7 separate regions of the Mus musculus genome follow, and regions 2, 3, 4, 5, 6 and 7 are each linked to region 1. The links are chromatin contacts, called in public HiChIP or PLAC-seq and promoter capture Hi-C maps. All regions are on one chromosome and are shown on one strand. Each heading gives the region's core, a stretch centred on a gene start, on an enhancer-like site or on the middle of the called end of the contact. The rest is flanking DNA. Distances are from core to core; before and after follow the strand shown. Region 1 holds the start of Lonp2 (lon peptidase 2, peroxisomal). Region 2 holds the start of 4921524J17Rik (RIKEN cDNA 4921524J17 gene). Region 3 has its middle 29 kb from the start of Gm51583. Region 4 holds the start of Dnaja2 (DnaJ heat shock protein family (Hsp40) member A2). Region 5 overlaps Gpt2 (glutamic pyruvate transaminase (alanine aminotransferase) 2). Region 6 holds the start of Orc6 (origin recognition complex, subunit 6). Region 7 holds the start of Cnep1r1 (CTD nuclear envelope phosphatase 1 regulatory subunit 1).

Region 1 (3,204 bases), core at 457-2,956:
AATAAGGAGGGGAAGGAGGCTCTCCAACCTGCTCTTCAGTATCAATACATTGAGCAAGAACTTGAGAAAAGAGCTTAAAGATAACATCTGCTAAGACACACTATAGACTAGTACTGTCCAATAAAAATACAAGCCATACTCGTGATTTTAGTATCCACAGGTGATTTTAGGTGAAGTGGTCAGAATATTAACATTGTAACATTTATTCTATGTAACATTAATTAAGCAGGGCAGTGGCACACGCCTTTAATCCCAGCACTTGGGAGGCAGAGGCAGGCGGATTTCTGAGTTCAAGGCCAGCCTGGTCTACAGAGTGAGTTCCAGGACAGCCAGGGCCACACAGAGAAACCCTGTCTCGAAAAAGAAAAAGGAAATTCACGTTTTCTCAAACTATAGTGTGCACTGTACATTTATGACACATTTAGGGTGACCAACTGCCTTGAGCTGCCTAGAATTGACAGCCTTTCTGGGCACACATGCACTCTAGTGTTAAAACTCATATTAGAGCATGCACACTTCAAGTGCTCTATACGCACAATCACTGTGCAGTCCAGGGAAGCATGGGGCAAACCAGTCTGCACAGATGGACCTTCAAGACACACCTAAGAGACATGGGAAATCACAGGGGAAGAGTCAGACGCAGGTGAAATCTACCACCCAAGTCAACGAACCAGAGCCGGGACACAGGGCTATCCAGTGACATCCCCCGGGCCTAAGATAAAAATGCCAGGAAGGAGCAAAGGTGAGCCTAGAGGCTGGGAAGACTGTAGTGGGAGACCCCAAGGAAAATGCTAACAGGAATGGCCCTTCATGAAGGGGAGGCCGTCGGGGAATAGAGAAAATAGGTAACAACATGTAAAACAAAGCACCCAAAAGTTAACTGCGTAGTTTAGGCATGAGCAGGAAAAAGAAAGAAAGAAAGAGAGAGAGAGAGAGAGAGAGAGAGAGAGAGAGAGAGAGAGATAGATAGATAGATAGATAGATCTAGATTTATAATGTTTCAGCTGGAGAACATGACCGGAGGTTGACTGAAAGAAAGGGGACAGGGTGAAAGGTGGTATGGGGGAGGGGCCCGGGCGCTGGGCGGTGAAGAAGGCTATGTAGGACACGAATTCACATCAGATAAGCACCAGCAACAGGCAGCAAATGAACTGCACAGAGTTTCCACCCGTGTCAGGCATTGCTCCGTGACTGATCCGGCTCACTAACGGTCACTGGCGAAAAGCGTCCCTCCCACTTTTCACGCTGGGGAGACTTGAGCCACAACTCCGCTCACAGGCCGCCGGGGCGCGAGTCCCGGAGGGCCTCCCTCCGAGTGCCCGGCGGGCCTACCTGTGCAATGGTGGCAGGTCCTGCGTGTCGCTGGCCGGGTCGGGTGTGTTGGGGATGACTCCTAGAATGGTGCTCTGCAACGACGTGCCCTTGAGCAAGCGGCTCCGCACCAGCTGCAAGTTGCGGGCCGTGTCCACACTTGTGCGCATAGTGGAGCCAGGCAGCAACACACTCTCGTGGGTCAACAGCAGCGGAAGGCGGCTGGGGATCTGGATGGGGCTCACGGAGGACATGGCCACTGGTCGTCAACACCAGAGGTGTCAGGAGGACTCCCAAGTACGAACTCTACACTTCCTTCGCCGAACGCACCGCAGCCGTCACTCGACGGCCCGCCCCCAGGCCTGAGTGCCGCCGCTTCCGGCACCGCCCCTTCCCCAGGCTCCGGTCCCCAGGCCTGCCGCCGCTTCCGGCCCCGCCCCTTCTCCAGGCTCCCAGACTTCTGCCCGGACGCTTCGGACTCGCCCCCGGGCCATGTGCTGCTGTTTCCGGGCCCGCCCACAACCCTTCCGGAGGCCGCAGCGGCTAAGCCTTCCGGTCTGTCACTCTCCCCCCCCCCCCCCCCCCAAAGCTAAAGCGTAGCGGCTTCTGGCTCCGCCCCTAGACCCAAACCCCTCAATTTCTGGCTGCATCCCCAGGCTGGTCCCTACATTAAACACCTCCGCTCCCCGCTAGCCCAGAGATACCCAATTTCTGTCGCTTCGCTCAGCCCTTCTCTCTGAACCAGTGATGCCAGACGACAAGCAAACCTGGTGCACAGACAGCATGAACAGTGCCTGCATTTAAATTCGGAAGGAATGTTGAGAAGGACGGTGTGCACTAGACATTTTTAAACCTTTTTATTGAATAGATTTTATATTTTAACAAGTATCCTATACCTCTCACTCGGTTTTCCCTATTATGTTGCATAACCATGGTTCACATAACCCAGGAAATTAGTATTACCATTACCTAATCCATAGACCTTCTCCCAAGCTGGTGGGTTTTACTATCGTCCTTAATTTTTCACTTTGTTTATCTCCTGGATCTCTTAAGTCTGTGATATTGCTTCCATCTTTGCTTTATTTTATTAGTATTTTAAACAGATACTTTTAAAAAAGGGGCATTCAATTATTTGTAGAAGGTCACAATTTGGATGATAGATTCTAGGTTGTGGTCTGAGTCACTGAGGTCTAGAGGGAGGGTGAACTGGTAGGTGATGATCTTGGTTGTGACACACTCATCAAGTATGCATTGTGTAGATATCTTGAGATAGACTTTGGGAGTAATATAAAGAAAAAATATATACAATAACTTACCTTTTTATTAAGAGTCTTATCTGGAGAGTAGAGGACTTATACTCTGAGATTCCTGGTGTCTTTTTAAAAATGGTACTTGGGATTGGACCAAGGGCTCTGAACATGGTAGGTATTTTATGAGGAAACTATGACCATCTTAAAAACCTTGGGGCATATTTTTTAAAAAAACTTTATTTATTTTTATCATGCATACATATCCTAAAAGCAACAAGTGTTTTGTGTGCATACTAATGTCTGGACTTATTTTTGTTTAATAAATTAATTTTTTGATTTTATTATTTTCTTGGTCTCCTAGGACAGGGTCTTAACTGAGTCACACATATGGCCAAAGAAAAAGAGTCATTCCAGGATGATATATGGCCTTGCAGGCAGCCAAGAGGTCTAGCCTCTTGTAGACTGAACCCCAAACAGCTGTGCAGAACCATGTAATTGTCACACAAAAGTTGTTTTTAGAGTAAAACAGGAACTTCATACCAAAACCCAGGTCTAATCTGTGTGTTTCTTGAAGGAGCACCAAAACCTTGCAACTTCAATTCTTACTGTCTACTGTTTGCTGTACCCGACTATGCAAGCTGTT
Region 2 (3,533 bases), core at 856-3,355, 1.2 Mb after region 1:
CCCCTTGCCCATCCCTCCGCTGTGTGGGATCAGTGGCTTCACACAGCCAGATGCCCACTCAGAGCTGCGTGGAAAGCGTTCTGCAGTCCTCCCGCATCTGCCGCCCAGAGCACAGGAACTCTGGCGGGTCGCGGGCACTCTCTCCTACTCCCCTCTTCCCCTACACCCAGAGCCCCGCAATAGAGAGTAAATATTCTCATGAATGAAGCACAGTAAAGAAAGATACGATCAAGTGAAGACTAAAACCTTCAGATCAATCACTATGCCCTTCAGCTTCACCTTCAGCCTCTTGGTTTGGGATGGACTCATCTGAGATCCTTGGACAGGCCCAGTCTTCCCCTATCCCAACTACAGCTCATGTGATGCTGCTTCTGGTCCAGTTCTCCAAGCCCAGAGCTTTTCCTCATGCATGTACCATGCTTGTGGCATCTCTAATATTTTGGGGTCTCTGTTGAAACTAAGGATTCACCTTGACAGCTTTTGAAAATAGTCTTTTGGTGCCGCCTTGCAGGAAATCTGATCCTGCCATGCATGCCTGGTCTCTGCAGCTTGTAGTACAAGGCTTGGTGGCCCCTCATACTTACACCTCTCTCTTTTTAAATAATCAAATTTTAATGGAATGCCATGAATCTTGACAAGAAATTCATTTTTTTAATCTGCCAGAATACATAAAACTTTTGCACAAATGTTACACACATATGCAGAGAGAGAGAGAGAGAGAGAGAGACTTTGAGAGACTTTGTTTACACAAAAGGCCTCTGTCTTGTTCCAGGAATTTAGTGGCATGGAACAGTAATTCCCTGCCCTCCACCCACATTCGTGTGTCAATTCTTTTCCAACTTGGCAATCAAACAGGACTGTGAGTTCTGACCCCAGCTGATACAGAAAAATCACTAACTCTAAGCCCACTTTCTTTCTTCCTGTGATCCATCTCCCTAGTGTGCCCTCTTTTCTTTCTTTTTTTCTTTTTTTTTAGATAGGGTTTCTCTGTATAGCTCTGGCTGTCCTGGAACTCACTTTGTAGACCATGCTGGCCTCGAACTCAGAAATCCGACTGCCTCTGCCTCCTGAGTGCTGGGATTAAAAGCGTGCAGACACCACACCGGGCTTAGTGTGCCCTCTTGAGAGAGTAAAGGTCGTGTGTGTGTCCAGGCAGTGAACATTACATTTCTCTTACTTGCAAGACCAGTAGCCCAAGATAATGCTGTCAGCTCCAGATGTCATCTGCTCCCTTTGATCCAAAGTGGCAGAAGTTTTGTGTCCCTTCAAGGCTGATCCTGGAGACTTCCTTAGGGGGTTATTTGGGATTGGGGAACCCTTGTGTTAAGGACTCTATTCACACACACACTTCTTTTAACTGACTTTACATTTTCACACGTTTAGATTTTTTTTTTTTGGACAGGTAGTGTCTTTGTCCTGAGATACCTTTCCTATAGTACAGAGTATGAGGAGTCTCTTTAACAATGGCAGATGCTCTGTGTGTTACCCCTCCCTTTTCTGCAACTTTATACCCAGCTCATGCTCCTTTCTTCATCAAACTACAGTTTAAAAATATCTCTCTGCTCTCTCACTGTAGATCTGAACAAGAGCAGTGAAAGCTGGGATGATAGGAGTGCACAGCATTTTGTTTCACTTTTCAAATAATTTGCTTTTAATTTTAAACTACTCAGTATCAGTGATACACAAGATGAAACCAGACCAACCTCTCCACCCCCTCCAAAAACAAAGCCTTGTAGACTGTTCCTTGAAGGCAGACATTTCTTATTCGGTGTGCTTAATAGTGGATCGTAGGCAATTATTTAATGAATAGTGAAGTTTATACCCCTGACGCTGGAAGCCTAGGGGTTTCATCGAGTGTCTATTATAATTTCTCTCGGATTAGCATTGCTGACATTTGCAGAGAGGTTTTCCGTTGCCAGTAACCATTTCAGGCTCTGGTTCTGGGGCCGACGAGGGGGCGTGCCCAGCACCAGGGCTCGGCCCACCTGTGCGTTGGTTGGTGGAGTCTCGTCGGAGCCACGCCCCCGAGCGGTCCACCGCCTTAGAGGGCGTGGCGATGGGACTTCCCTGGAAGGGCCGCGGCGCCCCCCTCCTCCAACCCGCACGCAGCCCCGCGCACGCGCACGCGCGCCTCCACGGCTGGGTCGCGGCTGGAGTGAGGACGCGCTGTGTGGAGCAGCGGAGGCACGGCGCTGCTTCCACCGCTGCTCAGGAGGGGAGCATGTCTGCAACTCGAGCCAAGAAAGTGAAGATGGCCACCAAATCGTGCCCCGAGTGCGACCAACAGGTGGGCTGGGCCGGCGCGAGCGGGCGGGGCGGGCAGGGCGGGTGGCCGTTGCTCGGCGGCGGTTGGCGGTGCGCGGCGGCCCGCGGGCGGCGGGGGCCTGGGAGCGGGGACCCGGCGCTGCCCCTTCTGGTCCCGGGCCGGCCCGCGGACCCCTGCCGCCCCGCATGGCTTTGTTCGCGGTTGGGGAGAGTGCGGTGCTGCTTCTCAGCTGTCGCTCCCCGCCACCTGGGTGGCAGCATAAAGCAGACAAAAGGACAGTAATGGTGCTAACTTTTTTGCAAATTTGTGGACTTCCGGAACGCCGCAAAAAAACCAACCAGTTTGATGTGTGGTTTCTAGTCCTTCCACTACGTTGTTAACGGAACACGGTTCGAATAAAGTCGGCGTTGAGGCTCTTCCTCTCTGCGTGTGCCCCGTCCCATTCGTGCTATTTACTGTTGTAAATTTGACATGTCTGCTTACAGATTTTTTTTTTAAATATGCGGATTCGTGAATTTGAAATCATTCATATTTAGACTGAACTCATGGAGTAATAGTCGTAATTTTTAAAAAAATCATTTTTCTTTTCCTACATTTAAGTACGCCTAATTATAGTGTGATGAACAAAAACTCATTCCATTAAAATCATCCTTAGGCCTTCATGCCGGCATGCAGATCTGGCTGTACTTCTTTTTCCTGAATCTTCCTAAAATGACTACCTCTCTCTCTTCCCCTCCCCCCTCCTTCTCTCTGGAGTAATTGGAAATGGGTGGAGACTTAAAATCTGATTTAAGTATATTATTTAGGGCGTGTCCTTGTAGGTTTATTAAAATCTTTAAACAAAAAAGTTACATGTTTTATTCAGTATGATTTATAGGCAATGTTTAAAAATGCTGATGATGGAAAGTTGTGCAAGTTTAGTCGATAGAGCATACCAGTCTGCAATATCAAAACAGTCATGTTTTCCAAAATGTAGAGTTACGTTCATTCTTTCCACCCAACTAAATTGTAGCAAACTTGCACTTTGTGATCAGTCTGTTGGCAGATTACTTTGATGTTTAAATAATTTTCAGTTAAGGCTTTTACAGTATGAATTATGCATTCTGTTTCTGTAGGGCACAAGTCCCTTGTTTTACTTGGCATAAAATAATCTTTTGGGGAAAATATCTGTTTTTAATTTCCTGGTTATTGGCCAGTGAGATGGCTTTAGGTGGTAAAGGTGCTTTCTGCTCAAGCCTGACTACCTGAGGTAGATCCCTGTAAAGGT
Region 3 (3,137 bases), core at 592-3,091, 1.0 Mb after region 1:
TCCTAGCCTGTTCCTTTTAAGGGCTCTAGTAAGGGATAAAACCAGGAGAAAGCTTAGTTATGCCAGTCCTCGGGATGAGAGCTGGAGCAGGAAGCATTTCTACTCTCCCCCGCCCTAAGCAGACTTCCTTCTAGAAAATAATAATAAAAAAAAAAAAAGGTAGAAGCCAAGGGCAGAGTGGGGAAGACACACTTGCCATATCCCATGGCCGACCTCCCTCTGCCTTGAATCTGGACCAATTCTCATTCTCAGATGTTGTCTGAAACCTTCCACAGCTCTACCAAAGTTGAACTGGGAGACATTTTGGCCAGATGGACCAGGAAGGACCTCTGGGGCTAGCTGGGGACATCAGTGACTCTTAATTTTCACTATAATAAACTGCACAATCCCAAGGTATCTAAAATATCAAGCTTGTTACAGGACATTCAAAGAGTTGTATATTTTTATGTTACCCACAACCTGAAGGTCAGAAGGTCCCATAGAAGTAGTCATTGACAATTAATTACCATCTTGGAGTTGTTTTTACAGATAAAATATAAATGAATGTGAAATTTGTGTTTCACATCCACAGAAACTCCCTCTCACGCCCAAGCCTTTCTTTCTACACAAAGACCAGCAGCATGAGAGCTGAGCAGCACTGAAGATGCAGCCAATCAGTGCAGACAACCTGGTAGCTGAAGAGACTGCTCAGCCTTCCCACAAGCAGTCTCCTGGGTTCTGCCACAGTCAGAGCCCTGGCTCAGACAGCCCATCCACCTTCTCCAATGATGTGACCTTAACAAGGTCACCAGACTCCCTGAGTACCTGCCTCATGCTATGAGAATTAAGTAATAACCTGTATAGAGGACTTGACAGAGACCCCTGATACACAGAAGACACAAAATAATTAAAGCCATGCTTATTATCTCCTCAAAAGATGGATGAACTGGGCTGGTAGTTAGCTCTGTGGTAGACCACTAGCCTAGCAGCAGCCCAAGGTTTAATAACCAGACCACAAAGCCATACAAAACGCCCTTTATAGCCTTGGGGTCAGAGTGTGCTGGGCCTTCTCATCCCACTGAGGGACACCGTACCTGCTCCTGGTTTTCAGTTTGTTCATTCAGTAAACAAGACTGTTCCATTTGGGAAGAGGCAGTGCTAACCCCTCATTACGAAATCACTGTGGCGGCCTTGGTACCACTGAACCTTGCTTCCTATCTCCAAAACTGAGGAAAAAAAAATATTTCTGCCACTTTAGAAATGTAGAAGTCAAAATAGAAAACTGCCATTAAACTGCTTTGCAACTGTGGTGCCATGCCAAAGCAAGAAGGGCGGTGGCCATGATGGAATAGTGCCTCCCAGGACAGCAGAAACTGAGGGTCCACAGATGTGTGTTGAATTAGGAATGAATCACCTCATCTGAAGAAATGTTTAAAAAGCCTAGATTTCCTAGTGTGTTTGACAAGAGGAGAGGGAGAGGTCAGAGCCCTCCAGAGAATGTGTTCCTGTCTTCCCTGCTCTCTCCCTTTCTGCAGTCTTCCCACTCTTTGACTGAACCCCTAAATTTTTAAGAGGAGCATGGGTGTCAGTCATGCTGATTAAGCCCCCTATTGACAGAGGCCACTGAAGAGATGAAGTGGACTTCAGAGATGTGAAAATGGGGCTCAAATGTGATTGTGGTATCTCTCCACGGTCTCACAGGACACCGTGGAGTCTGTACTGCCTGCCCTACATCATTTTCTCATCCTGCTCTCTTGCCATCTACCAGGACTCTGACCTCTCCATCTGCCTCCCCGTCACAGTTAGAAATCAGTGTCCCAAACATGTGAGGGGAAGTGCCTCTGAGAGCTCCTGTCCTAGGACACACACTTCCTTTTCAGACACCTGTGTAACCTGTGACCTAGACACTGACCCCTCCTCCCTCCCGCTCCTCCCTACAGGACATCGGAACAGGGGGCCTAGCAGTAAATACTGGGAAACATTTCTGACCCCCAAAGGCAGAGTGTTTTGTGAAGATCCATCCAGTGAGTTTGTCTTCATCTCGATTCCAATGGACCACCCATCTCTCCAGAGCAAAGCTCCAGTGGTGGATCATTTCACAGGCCAGCCTGCCCTCTGCTGACCAGAGTTGGAAACTATGGTTAATTCGTCTGAGAAAGGGCTCATCTAAAACTGTTCACCCCTTGCAGCTGAGGGACACAACTCACCTCAGTCTTTTCTACCTTTGCTCTCCTTGGCTATAGGAGCACCCTTGTATAAAGTTCCCACCAAGAACACGATTTCTAGAACCTTCCCCCTCAGCTTCCATCAATCAGGGTGGTTGACAGTATAATGTAACCATGATTTGCTGAAGAGTGACACCCTGACTCAAATAGTATGTAAATGCAGAGTGTTTTATTCTGCAGAAGTCCAGCATGCTGGGGTCTCCCATTACCAAGATAGACAGACAACTGCGCTTCCAGGCCTGATTTAAAGCACATCAGAGGAATTCCAGGGTAGGTGAGCTTTATCTTACTCTATTTCTAGGCATTCCACAACCATTACCGGTGCGTGGGGGCTGGAGCCTGGGGTTTTTCCTATTAACTGACTTGCCTGGGCTTGCCTGGGCTTGCCCAGTTCTTGGAAACAGAGTTTTAGGCCTAGTTTCCTTAACTGCCAATTTGAAGCCTGTCGTGGAATCAGCCTATCTCTTCCCTTTCATTACCACCACCACCTTTCAGTTTGAGGCCATCCTTGAGATGTTTCTATGGACTGGTACTGTTGTTTGAGAATAAATCTGTTCCTTAACAAACCTAACTAAAGCATTGATTATGCAGGGACCACAAGTCAAAGCTAACATCAGTTGAATCTGTCTTGTAGTCTCCTTCTGACTAAGGCCATGGATTCTTTGACCACACCTGAGTGGTCAACATAGAAACAACATTCCTCATCTAAGGCTGCACAGAGTCCTCCCTGCTGGAGGAACAGCAAGTCTGGGCCTCTTCTGTTCTGTAGGACTACTGTTGCCAGGGAGGATAGGGAATCCTGCAGGGCCACGATGGACTTTTCCATCTCCTGTATATTTCCCCATCCATAGGGCCTTGCAGGGCTGAGGCCCCTACACTAGCAGCTCCAACTAGCCCTATGCCAAGAAGAGAACCTAGAAACACAGCAGAAGT
Region 4 (3,197 bases), core at 220-2,719, 1.1 Mb after region 1:
TTAAAAATAAATAGCATCTTGCACTGAGGAAGTAACCTCAGAAAATACATTGCAGAGCCAAGCTTACTGTTAAAAGAAGGCAGAGCCAAGCTCCCAGCTTATACAATCTAATTTCAGGACTTACACTCTTGAATGATTAGGGGTCTTTGTAAAATTCAAAGTCAGAAGAAGGATGATCTGACTTCAACATCTGCCCCAGGGTTATTTTGGCTGATCTGGGTGTGTGGGTGAGTGTTCCCTCTTCTTCTTTGTATGTCCCTTCCTGAAACTGGGTATTTGATCAAGAAGAGAGGCTAATCTTTGGCAAAAGGGTATAAAATAGCTGTGGTCCCCTGCTAGAAACCTCCAAATAAGTCCTGGAAACCAGATAGATAAGCTATATTCTATTAAAGAATTTTGACTCACATGTGAGAACAGCATTCATGTCATAAATCATACTTATCAGGAAAACGAACATCAAATAAGACAGGAAGGTTCACCAGGTTATGAATTAAGGAAAACACTACAGGTTAAGGGGCATTTTGAATAGCAGAAGGAGCATCTAACTTCTCATGAGACTCTTCTGAGCGTTCAGGTTAAATTTCAGAAGTCTTAGCACGGCAGTGAAGGACCTCCAAAACTCGGTCAAGAAGAATAACAAGAAAGGTGTATCACCTCCACTGACAGACTTATGGCCAATGAGCAATTGTTTCCCAGTTCAGGTTTTCAACTGACCAGAAGTGTTTTACTATCGGAAAACCAGTTGGAAGGCAAGCTATACATTCTGGAATGTGGTAAAGCACAGAAATCTTTCAAGCTAAAGCAAAACGAAACTCGACTGACAGCCACCAAGTGCCGGCACGCTGCCATACTGTCTTATGCCAACCAAACCTTTGGCGTTAGCTAATTTTAAAGCTGTCAAGTGAGACACTTGAACACATGATCCCGGTGGAACAGGGTGACTTTGGTTTATCTGGATGCCCCGAAACCAACTGGGAATGTGTAAAAAAGATTTGTCCTTTCCTCCGATGTGACAGGATGGCTATGCCTTTAAAACCTCGTCTGCTAGGTATAAATCTGAGTATTTATGAATGAAATTGTTTCCCCTACGCAGAGGTGCTGAGGGGGAAGTTAAGGAGATGAAATGAGTTAGTGAAGGTGTTGATGAAATCACATCACGGGCGTAACTCGCTATTTGGGAACCTCACACACTCACACCCACGTGCTGTTTTTCACCGTGGCCCCGGGGGGACCACCCCGTGAGGATTCCACGCCGGCTTCTTTCCCTCAGGCCTCAGCCGCACCGAGAGTTCTTTATGAACGCCGCACACCGCTCCCCTCCACTCCGCGGTCGCTCGCGCGTCACGGAGCGGCGACAGGAAAGGGCCCCACCAGCCGCTCTCGGGCGCCCACCGCCCAACCCCGCCCCGCCCGGCCCCGGAGGCGGGGCCTTGTGGCGACGTCATGGCGCTGCGCCGGGTCAAAGTTCAGCCCCGCCTGCCTCCCCGCGCCGTCTCCTCGGCCTGCGCCGCCGCCGCTCGTGGTCCGGGTCGCGCTCCTTCCGCTCCGCCGCCTGCTTGCGAGTGCTGCCCGGCAGGCCGCCATGGCGAACGTGGCCGACACGAAGCTGTACGACATCCTGGGCGTCCCTCCCGGCGCTAGCGAGAACGAGCTGAAGAAGGTACTGGAGCGAGCCGGCCGGCGGGCGGGGCGAGGGCGCGGGGCCTGCGCGGTCTGGGCGGCCTGAGCCGGGCTGAGGCGCGGCGGCGGCGGGGGCGCAGTCGGCTCGGCTGACCTTGGGCCTCCGCCCGCCCGGCCCTGCGCAGACGCGGCCCGCCAGCTCGGCGCCCGGGGCCACCCGGAAAAACAGGTCGGACCGCGGTGCTCGCGCCGCCGGGCCGGGGAGGAGCTGACCGCCGGCGCCGGTGTGGGGCTGAGGGCCGCAGCCCCCGGCGCTGAGCAGGCTCCTCCCTCAGCCTCGCTCGCCCGGCAGCTGGAGCGGCGTGGGTCTGTTTGGAAGCATTGTTCTGTGGGCTGGAGATCTAAATACCCCGTGGCCGCTTCGGGGATGAGTCGTGTGCCCCAGCCAAACACCTGAGCGTGCACTCCCTAAAAATAAGACACGTCTTATTGTTGTCCTTTGTAGTAGTTCCAAATCATCTCGGGACTTGGGGTATTAATAAAGTCAGCATCTTCTCTGGCTGTCGGGATCCAATCCGCATTTGTAAACTGAGAAAAATAAGAATGTCCCGTAAGTACTGGGACTGGTAAAGTCCAAAGAAAAAGACTTCCTGTTACCCTACCGGAAATGGTAGGCTGTGTTATATAATTCATGAGTCTGTGTGAGGACTTACATGGTGCTTAACCACATCGCTTAATTGAAAGTATGTAGTTTCACCACCACCTAAGACCCCAGTTAGCCGACCGTGTGCGAGTAAAACATCACTTAGGACCTCCTGGGTGTCCTGTTAGAGGGCAGGCAGAGGAGCCAGCCAGCATGGGGAGAGATACTTGGTAGAAGTATCCTATGCTTAATTTGTAGTAGTGCTTGAGTTTCTGTAAAACGTAGTCACTCAATCTAAAATTTGTTTGGTTATTGTGGTCTCCTTGGTCTGGCTACTGGCCATCAAAGACATTTGATAATAGTTTGTAAAAAAAGAAAGAAAAAATGTTTCAGTATCTTCTTTGTTGTTTTATTTGTATTTTTCTTCAGTAACTTTGGGTATATTATTAGTAAATACTATTGAAGTGGAAAACGTTAAATAATAAGTGACATTTTTTGGAAGGCTGTAACTTTAGAACATTGCTTCTCAGAAAAGTGAATATCTTAAATTGTTTGCTGTGTATAACTCTTATCCAAAATCTTTTTTGAAGGCATACCGAAAGTTAGCCAAAGAATACCACCCTGATAAGAATCCAAATGCTGGAGACAAAGTAAGTCATTGAGTTTTATTCTTAAACTGAAACTTAAAATATATCACCCTCCCAGAAAGGAAAGTCCATTTATGCCTACAGAGTGAATTTTTCGCTGTTATTTTAATTTACTTGAAAATGACCTTAGTAAAACCTATTGCTTGTAATATTCTTCAAAGATAAGAAAAATTATAGCTATTGAGATAGCTCTGTGTTCCAAGTCTTGCTACCATATAAGCCTGACTACCTGAGCTTAATCCACAATGGAAGGATAGAAAGTTGTCCTCTGACCCCCATACATACTC
Region 5 (3,083 bases), core at 163-2,662, 1.1 Mb after region 1:
GGTTATTTGCGAGAGGAAGACACACCCTTAATGTGGGACATAACATTCTGTGGTCTGAGGTCCCATAATGAATAAAAAGGAGAAAGTGGGCTCAATACAAGCACTCATCAGGGTGGACAGTTCCCTCAAGGCCTTGCTGCCACGACTCCCTGCTACCTTGGACTGTGTGCCCTCAAACTGTGAGCCCAAATAAACTCTTTCTTCCTTTCTCAAGGTGTTTTATCATGGCAAACAGGAAAAAAGAATACTAAAAAAAAAAAAAAAAAAAAAGACTGTCATGAAGTGGGGCTGTTGCCATGATAAACCCAACCATATAGTTCTTACCTGTTTGGAACTGGTTTGTTGGAGGAACATGGAAGAGTTTTGAAACTTTGGGCTAGAAAAGCCTTTGAGTACTACAGGCATAGTTTAGTGGGTCATGCCCGTGGGAACCTGGAGAATAATTCTGAGAGCAATGGGGACAGCAGAGGCCTGGTTCACAAGGTTCCCAGTGAAGAGCCAGTGGGACCATTCATGGGATATTCTGGGAAATAGTCCGCCTGTGTCATAAGAGCCTGAATCTGGTTGAATTTAAAGGCTTGTTGTCTCACTCCAGGCCTCTGCTGACAAAGCATGCCATGGTGGGGAGCACAAGTCACTGAAGAGAGGAGGACTGGCGAGCAGGCAGGAGTTCAAAGCCAACCAGGACTACACAGTGAGACCATCTCAACATTACCCCCTCCCCTCCCATCTAGAATAATATCTGTAGTTTCTGATCTGTATTTAACACACTCAACTGTACAATAAAATATAATTTACTCCCTAGAGAGTTGGTGTGTGTTCCTATGTGGGCTCCTGTGAGGGAAGCTACAAAACATTTCTCTGTCCACTTAGCTACCAACTAGCTGTGACTCCCACAAGCAGCTCACTACACAACTCCAGCACCAGGGGATGCAATGCCTCTGGCCTCTGTGAGCTCCTGTACTCGTGTGCACACACATACACTTCTTTTTGTTTGTTTTGGTTTTTGTTTGTTTGTTTTTGTTTTTTCGAGACAGGGTTTCTCTGTGTAGCTCTGGCTGTCTTGGAACTCACTCTGTAAACCAGGCTGGCCTCAAACTCAGAAATCCACCTGCCTCTGCCTCCCGAGTACTGGGATTAAAGGCCTGAGCCACCATGCCCAGCTACACATACACTTCTTGAACACACATCCTCCACACCCACACTAAAGTGGCCTCTGTTAGTGTAGCACCATCCCTTTTTCATGGGTTGTTTCTTCTGACTCAATGTTACTCAGCAAGGCTGGCGATCCTAACAGCCATTCCCACCTCCTCTGTACACGGCTCCCCTTCCTGTGCAAAGCACCCTCTTCTCACAAGCCAAAATATCTGACTCAGGAAAGGACACGTGGGACCATGAGATTTTCTATGTGCAATGGGGCAAGGCAACCTCTGCCAGAGTAAACATTAGAAACAGAGCCAGTTTCCCTACAGCTTACACAGGATAGTCAGTTTCTTTGCTTAAACTGTGTTGAGTGGGTTCCTAATGATTCCTAGTTAGAGTCCTAGTTATTTTTCTTTGCATACTTTCTAAATTTTAATAAAGATATAGAAAGCATATTTTAAAAACAATTTTAAATTTGAAAGCCATATTCCAAGACAAATGTGAACTGGGAAACCTGGGTAAGATCAATACAATGTCGTATAGCACAACCCAACCCATCGCTTCTCCAGCTCCTGTCCCCACCTCTCCGGCCTTAATCTCTTCTTACTTTACTGCCAGCAGAAAGCAAAAGTCCACATTAGTTTTAACAACTTGTTAGAGCCAGGAATGGTGGCACAATCCCAGTGTAGACTGTAAAGGCAAGAGCCTCAGGAGTTCAAGGTCAGCCTTAGACTACACAGTAGTTTAAAGTCAGCCTGGGGTACAGATGTACTAGCATACTAGGCAGCCAGAGAGCAAGGCTCTCAAAACAAAAACAGAAACAAAAGACCTCCAAAGTTTCTCCAACTAAGCAACTCCCTGTCTTTAGGGTCAAACCCTAAGAAGCAGAAGCTGGGACCCCAGTAGAGGAGTTAAAGGACTGGGGGAGCTGAAGGGGTTTGCAACCCCATAGGAAGAACAACAATACCAACCAACCAACATCCCCGCCCCCTCCCCAGAGCTCCTAGAGACTAAACCACCAACCAAAGAGGACAGATGGAGTGACCCATGGCTCCAGCCACATATGTAGCAGAGGATGGCCTTTTTGGGCATCGATGGGAGGAAAGACCCTTGGTCCTGTGAAAGCTTGATGCCCCAGTGTAGGGGAATGCTAGCTCAGGGAGGCGGGAGTGGGTGGGTGGGGGAGCACCCTCATAGAAGCAGGCAGAGTGGGGATAGGGAGTTTCCGGGCTGGGAAAGGGGATAACATTTAAAATGTAAATAAAGAAAATATCCAAAAAAAAAAAAAAAGAAGCAGAAGCTGTTGGTTAACCAAGTTTGTGATACTTAGGTAAATGTACTGTTCAGGAACACATATATTTATACTTGTGCATATTTAAAATATATAAGATACTAAAAATATATGCACATATACACAGATCCACTCAACAGTGACATCCACCCAACCATTTATTGCTTCTGTTGTTTTCAGTTTTGTTGTGATTAGGTCTTTTTTGTTTTTGTTTTTGTTTTTCAAGACAAGGTTTCTCTGTGTAGCCCTGGCTGTCCTGGAACTCACTCTGTAGACCAGACTGTCCTTGAACTCAGAAATCCACCTACCTCTGCCTCCCAAGTGCTAGGATTAAAGGCGTGAGCCACCACTGCCCAGCGTGACTAGGTCTTATTAGGTAAATCAGACAGGACGCAAACTCGCAGACACCAGTCTGCCTCTGCCTCCCCAGTCCTAGGATTAAAGTGTATGCCATCATACTCAGCCCCACGCAACTTTTAGTTTTTATTGACCAAGCTGCTCAGTCACCACTCTGGAAGTATTTTATTGTTCAGAGCTTCCCAGCATGGCTGTTACAAAGAACCATGCTAAGGAGGCGGAAGAACTGATGATGCTAAGTAGGAAAGAGCATGCAGGCCTGCGCCTGCTCACATCCAAATGGAAACAATGT
Region 6 (3,294 bases), core at 651-3,150, 1.3 Mb after region 1:
AGTTGCTTTGATTTCTGTGTCAGGATAGATCGTACCCTTGAAGTTGATTAAAAACTCTCTCCTGTGATTGCTCTTCCGAAGGACCTGAGTTCAAATCCCAGCGATCACATGGTGACTCACAACCAAACATAATGAGATCTGACGCCCTCTTCTGGAGTGTCTGAGGACAGCTACAGTGTACTTACATATAACCGTAATAATAAAAAAGAAACGGAGCCGCCAACAAGAAGATTAAAACAAAGAAACCTCAGGGTCACATCAGATCACTCAAATGTCCTTTGGAGCCAACTTACTCTATCCAAGGGGCACTTCCTACAGGAAGCTGCAAGGTCCAGGCATATGACAGCATTGCTGGTTTCTGAGCTACGTGCAGACAGACTGACACACTTCACCTTAGACAGCCGCAGGAACTCCTCTGCTTTCCTGGTTATAAAGGCAGTATGGTCACTAAAACTGCTGCAGAACTTTGTCAACACTTAGGCAAAGAACTGAATTCAGCATGGTGGACTTGCACACCACCTAACTACTGTGCAAGTTCATTTGGGGCCTAGAAAGCACATCCTTTGGAGAGGTGGAAGTTCTTTACATAGAACCAAAATGACTCCAGACTTAGCTGTGTCCAAGCGTGTTCCTTGGACATTACCTTTCCTTCTTACATTATTTCAACAAGTATAAAGAATTGGTTCAGGCAGATTAGAGTAAATTAAATCCCTTTCTCTTCCTTAATGACTGATTGGGTCTCAGTTTCGGCGGCTTGTGAAAATAGTTCTGGGTCCCATTGTATTTCCGGTCAGTAGCCCTGGGAATAGACCTACGAACTTTCTACACACTTGCCTGCTGTAGCTTTATTTCCTAAGACAGATCCTACAATGACCCTCCTAATCTCAAGGGCTTCGGAAAATGGAAGCTATTTGGGCCACTCTTACCATATTTTCCCATGCGTGCCACTATTTAATAAATCAGCCCCAACGCCACTGGGCCCTTTCTGGAATTTTTTTTTTTCGATTTTTCGATACAGGGTTTCTCTGTATAGCTCTGGCTGTCCTGGAACTCACTTTGTAGACCAGGCTCGCCTCGAACTTAGAAATCCGCCTGCCTCTGCCTCCCAAGTGCTGGGATTAAAGGCGTGCGCCACCACGCCCGGCCTTTTCTGGAATTCTTACGCCCTGCTCATCACTTCAGCTCTTCACTCTGTACCATAATCTACCTTTCTCTTGCCATCTATAGTGATTTGCACAGGGTCTGCCCTGCAAGGCTGGCTTATCAAGATTATCGAGTCTGAAGGAATGACAAGAGGTCCTCCCCGGCTTTTCCGACCACAGTGTATCCAACAGAGCTAGAGTGCTTCAAGGACGACTATATACGTCCTCTCAAACCATCTTCTACAAGCCAACAACAGTTTTTCTTGATGTTGGGCCCGAGTCTCGCCCAGACCAGTGTGCGGTCATTCCCTCATCGCCAGTCCCTCATCCGACGCTGCCTTGGGAGGACCCAGGGCCGCAGTCTGGGACGTCTACCCGCACACACGGCCACACTCACCTCAGTACACTCGGCTCCGCAAGGCCGAGACGCGGGGCGAGGCGGCGTACCAGCTCCGACTCCATCGCTGGAAGAAATGCGCGCCAAGAGCAATGCGCGCGCAGATTGTCAGAGGGTTAAGACCCACCCCCGGCGCGTCCAGATTGGTTGCGACCAGAGGTTGAGACCGTTCCACACACCAATCCTGGTCATCCTTCTACGCATGTGCACACGATGAGGCGCGGGCCCAGGCGAAGTGGACGCGCAGAAGGTTCTCTCGCTGCCCTTCCTCGGCCGCGGATCTCCTTAACTAAGGCTTCCCTTCCTGCTGTCCCTAGTTCGCCGCAGCGTTGTACTATTCTCGCCCCGCCCCGTCCACTATACACCGCCGGCTGCCCATTCTCCCCAAACTACGCGAGATTTTAAGTGGGCCAATCGAAAAGCCGCTTCTATCCAAGGGCGGGGCTAGAGAGGGCGGGGCTCGCAAGGCTCGGTCACCTGACGGCGGGCGGCTCCGGCGGGGTAGGCGCTGCTGCTTGTGGTCCCCGGAGTCGCCATGGTGAGTGAGGGGAAGCGGTGGGCCTGGGTTGCCGAGTCGCAGTCCACGTTTTCCTTCGGCGGACAGGAGCCTTGCTGGCGGAGTAGGAGGCCCTGCATTTCGATCGAGGCCGGTCCGGTCCAGGCTGGGCCTGCGGGCTTGGCACGGGCTGAGGAAGGCCGCGTTAGGCTGCGGTGGGCTGCGGTGGGCGGTGGCGCAGAATTTGGTCGTTACCCCGAGACCAGGAGCCTCCCTTAGGGGTGTCGCGGGCTGCAGGTTCTGGGTGTCGGTGGAGGCCTGCGTCAGACTCTTGTACGGAACGGCCACCTTCCCTCTGAGAGTCGGACTCCCGGGTCTGTGCGGAGTTGGGACAGTGAGGAGCCCCCGAGCTTCTGAGCTGGCGCCGTAGCTGGGTCGCGCCCAGATGGTGCATTTCCAGCTTTGTACTCAGCTGTCCTCGGGGGTCCCATTGCCTTTTCTCTGCTGGAAATATCCTTGGGGGGGGGGCGCAGTGGTCTCCCGGCCTTCCGTGGCCGCAGAGCCCCCTTCATCTTGCAGCGCCTGTCAGCGAATTCTAGGGACCTGCTCACGTGAGTTTCCCGAAGGACTCCTGCTTTCTTTTCATTGAGCCCAACCATCAGATAGGAGACAGGTCTCCGTTTCGCATTTGCTCTCTGAGGATTCTAACTCACTTGCTGGAAGCAGTCATTCAAAGGTTTCTCCGCGACGATAGCATGTCGTGATGCTTTGTGGCACTAGCCTTATAAACAGGAACTTCCGCAAAATTCGGATCCTGTTTTCCACAGGGCAAGTTGTCACTTGCGTTATACGAGCATTTGCTGTAGTATGAACAGGTAGTGGTTTTGGATGTGCTATGCTTATGTCCTTTTTTTTTAATTTCAATATTCATTCTTTGTATTGATAATTCTATGTGCCACTGCACATACTTCACTTTAAGTGTGTTAATAGGAAAAACCAGCATTAAATCTTTTTGTTGATTTTTTTTTTCCTTTTTTTTGGAATGGACCTTTATGATGATCTTGCTAGACTCCGATCAGCTTGGTATTTATGTCATCTTTGGTTCTGGCTGGCTGAGTTCTGAGCGTTTGTTCCCGTAATTTGATAAATATTTGATGTATATTTAATATAATATATTGCCTTACAAGATGTTTTCCCCCCTCGGAACTTTGTACAATTGAGATTTGGCACATGACTGGTGTGAAGTTTAACTTTTTTGT
Region 7 (3,446 bases), core at 119-2,618, 1.5 Mb before region 1:
GGTGGATTTCTGAGTTCGAGGCCAGCCTGGTCTACAGAGCGAGTTCCAGGACAGCCAGGGCTATACAGAGAAACCCTGTCTGGAAAAACAACAACAACAACAACAACAAAAAACAAAAACAAAAACAAAAAAAGTTGTCTAAACTCAGAAATCTTATAGCTTAGTAAAACAAGGATTTACTAGTCAAAAGTTTTAAAGAAAGGGAGTCGTTCCTACTTAGGAATAAAGCTATCAACCACACTTTATTTTCCCTTAGAAAGCATTCAGCAACTTACTTCTCCAACGTCCAGTGGCAGGTTGCAAGCAATGAATATATTCAGTAAGTCTTCTTTCGAAAGCCTTGAGATCTAGGTAAAGAGAATTCAGTTCTCTATCTGCTCTTTCTAGTCCGAAATGAAATTTGATAAAATGAAATTTTAGATCGACAAACTCCAACAGGTCTTGCACATCAAATTACTTGTGTCACGCACCGTTTGCTTATATAATAACAATTTTAAGTACACAACAAAAACATCATTTTTCGTTCATCCCAATTTCTGGAAACCAGTTGGTCTACTTTTAGAAGCTTGAAAACTGGTATGCTGGAAGACCAGCAGCAACTTCAGCCAAGAGTCAAAAGCTAAAACTGGGGGGTGCGGTGGAGGGTGTTTACAAATAAATGGACCAAACTCCAGCTTAATTCTAATTCTGTGGAACCAAGAACTTCCTGTTGAAACATCAAAATCCATGAGGTCTAATTGACTGCAATTATCCGATTCCGGCCCTAGCTCTTATCATTAATTGATGGCTATGTAGTATGGGCTTACTAGACTTCCATACACAGATAACGGGCTGTACAAACATACTCCCTTATCCTCCTAGGAATGGGTCGCCGGTGAACGTCCGGCCAGCAGCAGCGCCTACGCCTTGTGCTGTGGCAGAGCGTACCTCTGAATGAAGTAGGGTGTTATTCCCACAGAGGTGTTTTTTAAAAAATCAAAATAAAACAAAACTTTGAAAGGCCAAGAGTACATCTAAATTCCGGCAATTACAGAAGCCAAGGAAGAAATTAGGGTTACGGTTCGTTAGGTTGTCAAACAGAAAATGAATTCGCACTCTATAACTCGCAAGGGCTCGTCACTGAGACGGGGGGGCCCCCGAGCCCCTGCGGGGGGGGAAGGCGGCACCCCTCGGCGGCCGTGCGCCCCGCGTCCCCGCCACGCCGCCCTCGCGACCTCCTCAGCCTCGGGACGGGACCCGGCGGAAGACACACTCTACCTTCCGCTTGTTCCAGCGAGTTCATGTCGGGCGGCAGCTCCGGTCACCGCCACGGCCCGGTCCTCATCGCAGCCCGCCCTCCCCGCCCCGCCGACAGCGCCAACTCCCACCTCTAACCGCTCCCTTCAGCCCCTCCGTTTGGCACCGCCCATTTTCTAGAAACGTTGAGTTTATTGGGTAGCTCATCCAGACCCCTCAACTAAACTAGTTTTCTATTGGCTAATTTCAGCAAACGCCTTCGGGAACCCAGCGCTAGATGTTCAACTGGAAGGGCCGAGAATAGCGAGCAGCTAGGCTGATATAGCCATGGCGCCGCCTCCTGCCTCGGGGAGGAACTGAATTCTGTCCAAGCATACTTTATTTTTAAGCTTGGTTGCTTTCTTAGTTCTTAAAACAATGATTGAGCGCCCACTAACTTCTGGGCAGTATTTTGGTTGCTAAGGAGAGACCACCAATCTATCCCTGCCCTCAAGGAACTAAAGAGAAACTGAGATATGTTCAGCAGTAAGTACTAGAAGCGCCCCCAAGCAGATTTCCTTGATTTTGATTTCTCTTCTTTAGATATCCAATTCCTTAAGGAAGGATTTCTTTCTTGGTTATTTTCTCCTCATGTCGTCCAATATAGTCATAAAGAATGCACAAAGTGCCGGGCGGTGGTGGCGCATACCTTTAATCCCAGCACTTGGGAGGCAGAGGCAGGTGGATTTCTGAGTTCGAAGCTAGCCTGGTCTACAGAGTGAGTTCCAGGACAGCCAGGGCTAAGAGAAACCCTGTCTCGAAAAACAAACAAACAAAAAAAAAAAAACCAAAAAAACAAAAACAAAAACCAAAAAACAACAACAAAAAACAAAACAAAACAAAAAAAGAATGCACAAAGTATGTCTTTGTAAGTATAACAAAAATATGTACAGGGTTAGCAAAATTAACATTTGATTAAAATGACCTGTTATTTCTGTTTATTTCCTGGTGGTCATTGATTCATTCAAGAGGTATTTATTGCATGACATGCTACGCATTGTATTTGTCCCATATTACATTATATTTATGACCACGGTAGATAAGATTGCATTCCTCACAGTGAAAGGTTTCAGGGAGCAATAAACATAAAAGTAGGCAACTGATTTCAGATAACAGTAGCTCTATGGAAAAAGCAACCAATATTAAAGACAGGAGGAAGGAGGTCCAGAAGTGTTGCAAGGAAGTTTGAGCTGAGAGGCCCAAGAAGACGGAAAGGATCCAGCCACACAGATCAGGGCTGAGAAGGTCTTTGAGCAACACCGCCATGTTCCCAAAATTGATACATTGTGTGTTTTACTAATCAACCTTTGCCCTAACTCACTTATCAGCTCCTGACTCCTTTGTTTTATAGACTCCTCTACCCTAGTAGCACTTTCTAAACTTTCCCATTAAGGAGCCTTCTCTGGTCCAAACCCTTTACATGCATTATCTCATTTAAACTTTTACGATGACTTGTTTGTTTTAGAGATGGAGTTTTTCTCTGTAGATTAAGCTGGTCATGAACTTGCTACAAAGGTCCATTCTGGCTTCAAACTTGCAGTCCTCCTGCTTAAGCCTTTCAAGTATTCAGGTGTGAGTTGCCAAGCCTGACTTAAAGATGTGTGTGTGTGTGTGTGTGTGTGTGTGTGTTATGTTTTTTTCCAAACAAGGTTTCTCTGTATAGCAACCTTGACTGTCCTGGAACTCACTTTGTAGAGTAAGCTAGCCTAGAACTCAGAGACCTACCTGCAGTGCTGGGATTAAAAGCATGGTACCATCATGCCCAGCTTCGAGATGAATTTTTAATGTTATGGATCAAAACCTATGAGTTATAAAATATACTTATTAGATGATGACATCTTGATGTTTTGAGCCAGGGTCAGACATATTCCTGGCTGTTTTGTAACTCTCTATGTTGACCAGGTAGGTTTTGAGTTCACAGAGATTTTCTTGCCTTTGCTGGGATTAAAGGAATGCTACACTACACCCTTGCCCATAGCCATTACTTTTTTTTTTTTTTTTTTTTTTTTTTTTGAGACAGGGTTTCTCTGTGTAGCCCTGGCTGTCCTGGAACTCAGAAATCCACCTGCCTCTGCCTCCCAAGTGCTTAAAGTAATTAAAGGCGTGCGCCACCACCACCCGGCGCCATTTCTTTTAAGAACAGAGGCAGCTGAGTGTGGTGGTACAAACGT

Evidence for each region. Promoter capture Hi-C pulls out the DNA fragments that hold promoters and counts their contacts. HiChIP or PLAC-seq counts read pairs in DNA pulled down with a chosen protein or histone mark.
Region 2: a contact with region 1 is called in a promoter capture Hi-C map of embryonic stem cells, with 4 times the contacts expected there. The contact joins the promoter of 4921524J17Rik here to the promoter of Lonp2 in region 1. A contact is called at or near these places in 16 of 39 promoter capture datasets (the 3T3-L1 cell line, 3T3-L1-derived adipocytes, the C10 cell line and 8 more), 2 of 484 Hi-C or Micro-C datasets (B cells and Sertoli cells), 8 of 115 datasets of contacts at active chromatin or transcription factors (the 230-238 cell line, astrocytes, cardiomyocytes and 5 more) and 4 of 9 other capture datasets (adipose tissue, embryonic stem cells, liver and 1 more).
Region 3: a contact with region 1 is called in a promoter capture Hi-C map of stem cell-derived epiblast-like cells, with 5 times the contacts expected there. The contact joins the enhancer-like site here to the promoter of Lonp2 in region 1. A contact is called at or near these places in 9 of 39 promoter capture datasets (the 3T3-L1 cell line, cranial neural crest, embryonic stem cells and 6 more) and 10 of 115 datasets of contacts at active chromatin or transcription factors (bone marrow-derived macrophages, embryonic limb bud, embryonic stem cells and 5 more).
Region 4: a contact with region 1 is called in an H3K27ac HiChIP or PLAC-seq map of double positive thymocytes, with 16 times the contacts expected there. The contact joins the promoter of Dnaja2 here to the promoter of Lonp2 in region 1. A contact is called at or near these places in 14 of 39 promoter capture datasets (the 3T3-L1 cell line, the C10 cell line, the HPC-7 cell line and 9 more), 10 of 484 Hi-C or Micro-C datasets (B cells, CD4 T cells, the G1E-ER4 cell line and 7 more), 24 of 115 datasets of contacts at active chromatin or transcription factors (the SCID.adh cell line, SST interneurons, T-cell acute lymphoblastic leukemia and 15 more) and 3 of 9 other capture datasets (adipose tissue, embryonic stem cells and liver).
Region 5: a promoter capture Hi-C map of liver shows a contact between it and region 1, with 4 times the contacts expected there. The contact joins the enhancer-like site here to the promoter of Lonp2 in region 1. A contact is called at or near these places in 11 of 39 promoter capture datasets (the 3T3-L1 cell line, the C10 cell line, the HPC-7 cell line and 6 more), 3 of 115 datasets of contacts at active chromatin or transcription factors (SST interneurons, embryonic stem cells and pancreatic cancer cells) and 2 of 9 other capture datasets (embryonic stem cells and macrophages).
Region 6: a promoter capture Hi-C map of embryonic stem cells shows a contact between it and region 1, with 4 times the contacts expected there. The contact joins the promoter of Orc6 here to the promoter of Lonp2 in region 1. A contact is called at or near these places in 13 of 39 promoter capture datasets (the 3T3-L1 cell line, 3T3-L1-derived adipocytes, the HPC-7 cell line and 8 more), 3 of 484 Hi-C or Micro-C datasets (CD4 T cells, embryonic stem cells and muscle stem cells), 7 of 115 datasets of contacts at active chromatin or transcription factors (the 230-238 cell line, astrocytes, embryonic hindbrain and 3 more) and 2 of 9 other capture datasets (adipose tissue and embryonic stem cells).
Region 7: a contact with region 1 is called in a promoter capture Hi-C map of pre-B cells, with 2.3 times the contacts expected there. The contact joins the promoter of Cnep1r1 here to the promoter of Lonp2 in region 1. A contact is called at or near these places in 4 of 39 promoter capture datasets (the C10 cell line, hippocampal neurons, pre-B cells and 1 more), 1 of 115 datasets of contacts at active chromatin or transcription factors (astrocytes) and 1 of 9 other capture datasets (adipose tissue).

The regions. Positions count from the first base shown.
Region 1 is chr8:86,622,545-86,625,748 of GRCm38.p6, reverse strand. It overlaps Lonp2 (lon peptidase 2, peroxisomal), which reads right to left and starts at 1,706. Exons shown (of 15, transcript NM_025827.3): 1 at 1,333-1,706. The coding sequence starts at 1,565.
Region 2 is chr8:85,431,413-85,434,945 of GRCm38.p6, reverse strand. It overlaps 4921524J17Rik (RIKEN cDNA 4921524J17 gene), which reads left to right and starts at 2,105. Exons shown (of 4, transcript NM_025722.3): 1 at 2,105-2,287. The coding sequence starts at 2,222.
Region 3 is chr8:85,602,350-85,605,486 of GRCm38.p6, reverse strand. No RefSeq gene overlaps it. Among named protein-coding and RNA genes, the nearest start is that of Gm51583, 29 kb to the right of the region's middle. Within about 2 kb of position 1,841, at least 36 of the 459 cell types and tissues checked have an H3K27ac peak or open chromatin away from gene starts, as enhancers often do. A contact at or near this core is called in embryonic stem cells, hepatocytes, stem cell-derived epiblast-like cells and 1 more, where this site is marked.
Region 4 is chr8:85,553,633-85,556,829 of GRCm38.p6, reverse strand. It overlaps Dnaja2 (DnaJ heat shock protein family (Hsp40) member A2), which reads left to right and starts at 1,469. Exons shown (of 9, transcript NM_019794.5): 1 at 1,469-1,660; 2 at 2,854-2,913. The coding sequence starts at 1,583.
Region 5 is chr8:85,527,415-85,530,497 of GRCm38.p6, reverse strand. It overlaps Gpt2 (glutamic pyruvate transaminase (alanine aminotransferase) 2), which reads right to left. Exons shown (of 12, transcript NM_173866.4): 12 at 1,596-3,083. Among named protein-coding and RNA genes, the nearest start is that of Dnaja2, 26 kb to the left of the region's middle. Within about 2 kb of position 1,412, at least 41 of the 459 cell types and tissues checked have an H3K27ac peak or open chromatin away from gene starts, as enhancers often do. A contact at or near this core is called in liver and pancreatic cancer cells, where this site is marked.
Region 6 is chr8:85,298,238-85,301,531 of GRCm38.p6, reverse strand. It overlaps Orc6 (origin recognition complex, subunit 6), which reads right to left and starts at 1,900. Exons shown (of 7, transcript NM_019716.2): 1 at 1,540-1,900; 2 at 294-423. The coding sequence starts at 1,604. Vps35 (VPS35 retromer complex component) reads left to right here and starts at 2,015. Exons shown (of 17, transcript NM_022997.5): 1 at 2,015-2,077. The coding sequence starts at 2,075.
Region 7 is chr8:88,116,681-88,120,126 of GRCm38.p6, reverse strand. It overlaps Cnep1r1 (CTD nuclear envelope phosphatase 1 regulatory subunit 1), which reads right to left and starts at 1,368. Exons shown (of 6, transcript NM_029074.3): 1 at 1,258-1,368; 2 at 276-347. The coding sequence starts at 1,282. Gm2716 (predicted gene 2716) reads left to right here and starts at 1,520. Exons shown (of 8, transcript NR_151771.1): 1 at 1,520-1,761.